Linked DNA regions of Sus scrofa: region 1 is linked to region 2. Evidence: chromatin contacts called from public Hi-C data. All regions are on one chromosome and are shown on one strand. The core of a region is the stretch at or near the end of the contact, and the rest is flanking DNA. Distances in the headings are between cores, read along the strand shown. Region 1 overlaps RBPJ (recombining binding protein suppressor of hairless). Region 2 overlaps RBPJ (recombining binding protein suppressor of hairless).

Evidence for each region. Hi-C and Micro-C count contacts between places; a contact is called where the count stands out from the background.
Region 1: a Hi-C map of embryonic fibroblasts shows a contact between it and region 2, with 2.4 times the contacts expected there. The contact joins two enhancer-like sites. A contact is called at or near these places in 3 of 47 Hi-C or Micro-C datasets (embryonic fibroblasts, fibroblasts and retroperitoneal adipose tissue) and 1 of 2 datasets of contacts at active chromatin or transcription factors (alveolar macrophages).

What each region holds. Positions count from the first base shown.
Region 1 is chr8:20,141,496-20,144,818 of Sscrofa11.1, forward strand. The region is part of intron 3 of RBPJ (recombining binding protein suppressor of hairless); the gene reads left to right. Among named protein-coding and RNA genes, the nearest start is that of CCKAR, 57 kb to the right of the region's middle. Within about 2 kb of position 1,411, at least 4 of the 83 cell types and tissues checked have an H3K27ac peak or open chromatin away from gene starts, as enhancers often do. A contact at or near this core is called in embryonic fibroblasts, where this site is marked.
Region 2 is chr8:19,961,976-19,965,163 of Sscrofa11.1, forward strand. The region is part of intron 1 of RBPJ (recombining binding protein suppressor of hairless); the gene reads left to right. Among named protein-coding and RNA genes, the nearest start is that of RBPJ, 31 kb to the left of the region's middle. Within about 2 kb of position 1,761, at least 17 of the 83 cell types and tissues checked have an H3K27ac peak or open chromatin away from gene starts, as enhancers often do. A contact at or near this core is called in embryonic fibroblasts, where this site is marked.

The DNA of each region.
Region 1 (3,323 bases), core at 161-2,660, 180 kb after region 2:
TTGACATTGTTCTGGAAATGCCTTACAAATATCTTTAAATTTTAATCCTCAGAATAATATTATGGAGTAGACATGTTTTAATTCTCATTTTGTGAATAAGAAGACTAAAGATAAGAGATTAACATGCCCAGGTTCACTTTAGTTAGGAGTGATGGAGCCAGGACTGGAACTCCTGGGTCCGTAATTCTAAATTTCATATTTTTTTTCATTTCCCTTATTTTTATTACCTTCCATTTTGCATTTGAGTGTTAATTATCTAAAGCAAGGTTTGGGCATGGAGAAGTTACCTAAGAACCTAAATATGCCTAAAGAACCCAAACTTTATAAACTTAACTTTGCCTGAGATTCTCTCTTTTACCATTAACTAAGTGAGATTGGGCTGGATCTAATGGAAATACGCATAAACATATGTTCACTATATAGCTGCCAACCTGGGCAGTGTTGCTGTTTTTTTCCCCCGGATTTTTGAAGATAGGTTTTAGTACAATTAGATTGATTTATTGCCTCATTTATTCTGCATTTCTGATAATGTTAGAGCCCAGGTACTATGCAAAAGGCTCTTCGTTGGGAATCTTAAAAACCACTATATCATTTAATACTATGATGGATAACTGAGGCCCGGTGGAAATAATAGAAGGGGAAGAGCTATTCAAAAAAGTATAGTCCAGATAAGGTTCCTCTTTGTTAGTAAGCGTTAAAATACAAAGCTGTAGTGGCTTATCAAGTTAAAATAGGTGATTTAATGGTTATCTTTTATTATGATGGCCTTTGTTTTTTTATATTTTAGAATTTTTATTGGGATAAGTAGTTGACTTACAAAGTTGTGGTAAGTTCAGGTATACAGCAAAGTAAATCCGTTATACGTATGCATATATCCATTCCTCTTTAGATTCTTTTCCCATGTAGGTTACCACACAGTACTGCGTAAATTCTCCTGTGTTATACAGTAGGTCCTCATTCCTGTCTGTTCTCTATATAGTCATGTGTATATGTCAATCCCAGCCCCATAATTTACCCATCTCCTACTTTCTCCTTTTGTATGATTGCCTTTATTTTCAGCTTCTTTCTATTATTTGGGTATAGCCTGGTCAGTCTAAAACCCCAAAGGAAAGCTCAAAGAATCTAAGCTTCTGACTCCAAAAAATGGGGAAAAAAAAAAAAAAAGAAAAAGCCAGAATAACCTCTTTCATATGTATTAAAATTTCTAGAAGAAACATGCACTAGTTTTACAATAAACGTAGAAACCTATTAAAATTACTCTAGTTTTTAATAGTGTTAGTAAGGGTCTGCTAACAGAGTCCAGCCTCCTGGATGACTAGTAAGGCTTCCTGCCGGAAGAGGTCTTGTCCTGTAGCCCCTAGCGGAGTGCAGTGGAAAGAGGAAGCTCTGCTTTCGTCCTTGCTGATCATATTCAGGCCTTTTTGAAAAACTGCTAAGGCGTTAGGCATGAGGTAACCTGGGGACATGACCACAACAGTCCTCTTGGCTTACAAAGTAACTCCAATGAATGATGCTAGAAATATTTGGTCAGGAAGTTTTATCCTAAAATTTAAAATTGTTCTCAGTATTCACTTTTGTGCTTGATAATGAGTATTTATTTGCGTAACTCATCTGGTATCCCATTTATGTTCATGGTTAGTTTTATTTTTTCATTGAAGAAGGTCTTTCCAGATTGAAAAATAAACTTAAAAAAATTATTTTGTCTAGAAGAAAATTTCCATTAAAGATATGGAAACGCCATTTGACATATTAACATTCCTTCAACTTTGTGTCAGGGCAAGTATGAATAATCAGCAAAGGGTAATGATTCTGCCAAGAAAGTTAGATAATGCAAATGATGTTTTTGGATTTTTGTCTAACCTTATATATTGGGCTGAATAAAAAAGCTTCTTTGAGTCTGTAAGGTATTTTCCAGACTTCATCTCAAAATTTGAGGGAAAAAGTTGTTGAATCACCGAAAATAAAGAGTGATTGTTTGAACTAGGAAATTATTAAAATCATAAATGTGTGCATAACGCCACCAAGTGGCCGATAAAAAGCATTGCTTGTCACAGTTTATTAGATGGAGCTACTGGGAAAGATTAGAAAATAAAGGCATATTGTTTCCTAAAATATCCTTTTTTAGAAACTGTTAAACTCTGAAAGTTGACCTCTTGATGGTCAGACTTTTCACTGAGTGTTTGGTACATATTGACCAACTGTCCAAATTAAAAAAGAAAATTGATTCACATGCTATTGTAAGGGTGTATTTTGTTTTACTTTTGGTTAATTGACATTTTTTTCTTTTTCCCTTTAACTTCCTTTTTTCCCCCCTCTTTTCTCTCGCTCTCACTCTCGCTCTCTTTTTTTTTTTTTTGGTCATACCCATCACATACAGAAGTTCCCCTGCCAGGGATTGAATCTGTACCACAGCAGTGGCCTGAGCCACAGCAATGAGAATGCCAGATTCTTAACCCACTGAGCTACCAGGGAACTCCCTCCTTTCTTTTGTCTTTTTTCTTGTTTGTAGTTTTTTTGTATTGAATCTTAACTTTGGTTTGATTATTAAATTATTTCTGAAGCCTATGGAAATGAAGAGTTGATTCATTAGCTAGTTTTTAGGGGGTGGCCATATAGGGGTGTTTAAAATATGATTTCATCATTGCACGGTAGAAATTATCTTAATGTTTATATTGGATTTGCTGTTTTCTTGAATCACAACTTTCTCAAATAGTCAAAAGTTGATATAAAAGTAAGACTAGTTCAGAGGCAGTTGAAGAATCTTCATTTTTCTTAAGTTTATTATATGATTGGAAAGCATTTTCAATTATAGAACCTCGGTCAGTGTCTAGAGTGGCGAAGAATTTCTTGTCGACCTGATTTTATGTCCTATTGGTTTCATGCTGTTTTATCACAGTACTCCTGAGAAGACTAGCACTACGGAGCCTTTTTACAGTTTTAGCCCTCTTTCTGTTTTTTAAATATGAAAGTGTCTTTTACGGTAGCTTGCTGAGATTTGAGTACTACATTTGGTACACTGTATTAAAACACAGCTCTTTGAATTTTATAGCCAGTATACCAGCTTACTAAGATGTCCTAATATCATCTGTCAGTGTTCAATGAAATAGTAATAGGAGACAAGTTTCCAAAATTGATGCCTTCTCAACTTCCTGATCGTGTGCCAGCTAGGTATTTGAGTCTGTGCCATGGTAAGCATTGGGTGTTTCCAGCTTTAGAGGCCAGAAAGATCCCTGGTGTAGACTTGAACTGATCCAACTCCAGAACTAGCCGATAATCCAGGCATCCCTCCAAACTTAGAGTGACCTGGAGCTGAGCCCACTACC
Region 2 (3,188 bases), core at 511-3,010:
AGGATGCAGGCTGGACCCCCTTTTCCTCCTGCCTCGGCCTGGTCTGGGCGTGCTCCATCACCCAGAATGGCTGAGGAAGAATCACCCTATGCCCGGAAATTCGACTCATTTCATGAGCTGAATGCAATCAAAAGGCTGAGAAGCCAGCTCAAGATGAGTCATTTGGCTCAAGAGATGGTTGTCAGTGGTCCTAGCAACACACACCACCGCCAATAGCCGGTTCAATTGATCTCCTCGGTGATGCTCAAACCACAGATTTCCTGGGCCTGCGGCCTCCCAGGAAATGGAAGCCAAACAGCAGATGATTCATATTTCCTCTAAGAGAGAAGCTACCTGCTGCAGAAACTGCCACCAACTTTTTGAGGCCCTGGCCTGAGCTGCTCCTGAGACTTCCTCAGCTCATGGCCATGAGCTTCCCTGGGCCTGGAGACTGCCTGGCTTCTAATTGGCTTCTCTCCAAAGAGAGAGAGAAAGAGAGAAAGAGGAAAGGAGAGGAGAGGGGAGCTGGGTTAATATTTAGTAAGTGCCCATCATGAGCCGGATCTGACTCCATCAACCACCTTACCTATATTGTCTCATGTAACTGCACCCACACCTATGTGCTACCTGCTATACTGTACATTTCCCTATTCATTGTCTGTTTCCATCACTAAATGATGAGCTCCAGGAAGGCAAGGACTTTATCTGGTTCATTGCTATATCTCCAGATTCTAGAATTGGGACATAGTAACATATAATAATTATAGGTAACACGCCAGGTACCGTTCTCAAGTAAATAATAACAAAAATTAATTACATTTATTTCATGCCAGACACTGTTCTATTTTCACTAACTCGGTTATTTCTTACAATAATCCTATAATGGAAAAATGGCTCTCTCCACTTTCCAGATCATGAAATTGAGGCTGAGGGAAAAAATAAAATGGCTTGCCTGTTTTCCTACAGCAAAAGAGCTGGGGAACCAGGATTCAGGATTTGGGGCACCAGTTGCTGATTTAACCATGATGCTATTCTGTCTCTCTCCTGATGGATGTTCAAAAGACATTTGTTAAAAAATGATCATACCCATTTTATAGATACAGAAACTCAGCTTCTTACCAAAGTCCAAGCTAAGGTTCAAACTGAGAACTATCTGATCACAAACTACCATTAGCCTATAAAATTCTTTTTTAAAAAAATTACGGTGAGGAGTTCCTGTCATGGCTCAGTGGTTAGTGAACCCAACTAGTATCCATGAGGACTCAGGTTCAATCCCTGGCCTTGCTCAGTGGGTTAAGTATTTGGTGTTGCCGTGAGCTGTGGTGTAGGTCGCAGATCAGGCTCTGATCTGGTGTTGCTGTGGCCAGCAGCTATAGCTCTGATTTGACCCCTAGCCTGGGAACCTCCACATGCCTCAGGTATGGCCCTAAAAAGACAAAAGACAAAAATAAATAAATTAATTAATTAATTAGTTAATTTAAAAATTATGGCGAAATAGACATAGAATGAAATGGTACTGTTTTATTGCATGGTAACCATTTTAATGGTACTGTAGCATTAAATATATTCACAGTATAGTGTGAATAGACTTAATCAGCACCACCCATCTCCAGAACTTTCGCATCTTTCCAACTGACACTCTACACCCATTCAACACTAACTCCTCTTTCCTATAAAATTCTGAAGAAGGCGGAACGTGCCAAGGTTACATGCCAGAGTGAGAAGTCAGCGATGTGGCATGATTCAAAGAATTCCTACTCTTGAAATTGGCTCTTGTATTAGCGGTTATAGATTCAGACATTCTACCATGAGGGAGTCACTCATTCTTGCGGTTTTTCAAGATCTTGAGGCCTTTGAGAGCCCAAAGAGGGATTAGGACATCAAGCTGCTATCAACAGAAATAGGTGGAGGGATCCAGAGAGGCTCAAAGGGAAGATGAAATGAAAAGGCTGGCACCGAGAAGCTTCCTTCTCTCCTAGCTTGTCCGGGCCAAGAGCTGTGTTCTTTCATTCACTCTTCAGTTATGGAGGCGTGCCCACCATGTTCCAGGTGCTGCTGAAGCCCCGGGGACACACTCGTGAGCATTACCATAGGGGCCACATTAGAGTAAGCAGTGGGAGCCTCCACGCTGTGGCAAAAGAAGTGTTTGACCTCTGGGAGCACACAGGAGAGGCTCACAGGCTTCCTAGGAGGTGCGACATCTAAGCAGAGGCCTAAAGTTTGAGTAGGGCTTAGCTGGATAGAGGGGGCTGGGGAAAAGTGGGGAGAGGGCAGGGAGAGTGTTCCAGGGAAAGGGGAACTGAGTGTGTAAGACCGGAACGCAAGATGCCTAAATGAGGAACTGCTAGTGATAAAGGAGGTGGGGTGAGGCATGACATGCAAAGAGCAGAGAGAGAGAGAGAGAGAGAGAGAGAGAGAGGAGGCTCGGTGATGGGCGGGGACGGGATCAGCCGGGCCTGGTAAACCCTAGGAAGGAATATGGACTTTGTCCTGACACCAACTTGGAGCCGCAGGAGGATTTTAAGCTGGAAGGAGGCCTAATCAGATCTGTGTATCAGAAAATGTGGAAGCCAGAAAGGAAGAGGGACCCAGGAGGAGGTGACTGTGTAAACCAGACAGAGATGAGTGTTCTCTGAACCAGGAGAGTGGCCATGGCGGAGATGCAGGTGGTGGATGGGTTCAAGAGTGCCTGTGGGAGCAGAATTATCAGGACTCTGTGTTTGCAGGGTGATGGGGGAGAGAGAGGTGTCACAAATGATGCCTGAGTTTCTGGGTTGGATAACTGAGTGGCTGGTGGTTACACTCAGCTATTCACTGAGATGAAGGGACTGGTTTGGGTGGGATGTTCATCAGTTCCGTTTTGGACAAGTTTGATCGAGGGTCTTGTGAAACACTCAGGGAAGATGTCCAGGAGCACAGGGAAAGAACCAAGGGGTCCTGCTGGCATGACTCTCCCTCTTCTGTACGCCAGGCCTAGACCGGGTGAGGAAAGGATGACAAAAGGACAGGTCAACTGCTGGCTAACAGGTGCCCACTGACAGGTCAGAATGGAACACAGTGTTGCTGTGCGACAATTCATCAAGGTCAGTTTGAAAGTCTACAGTGAACTTTCAGGGGATAGAAAGACAGGATGCAAGAAATCCCTGGAATGAGCTCTATGGTTCCAATTTGATGGCATTTATACATTTTTTTAAGGCCACACTGACTGC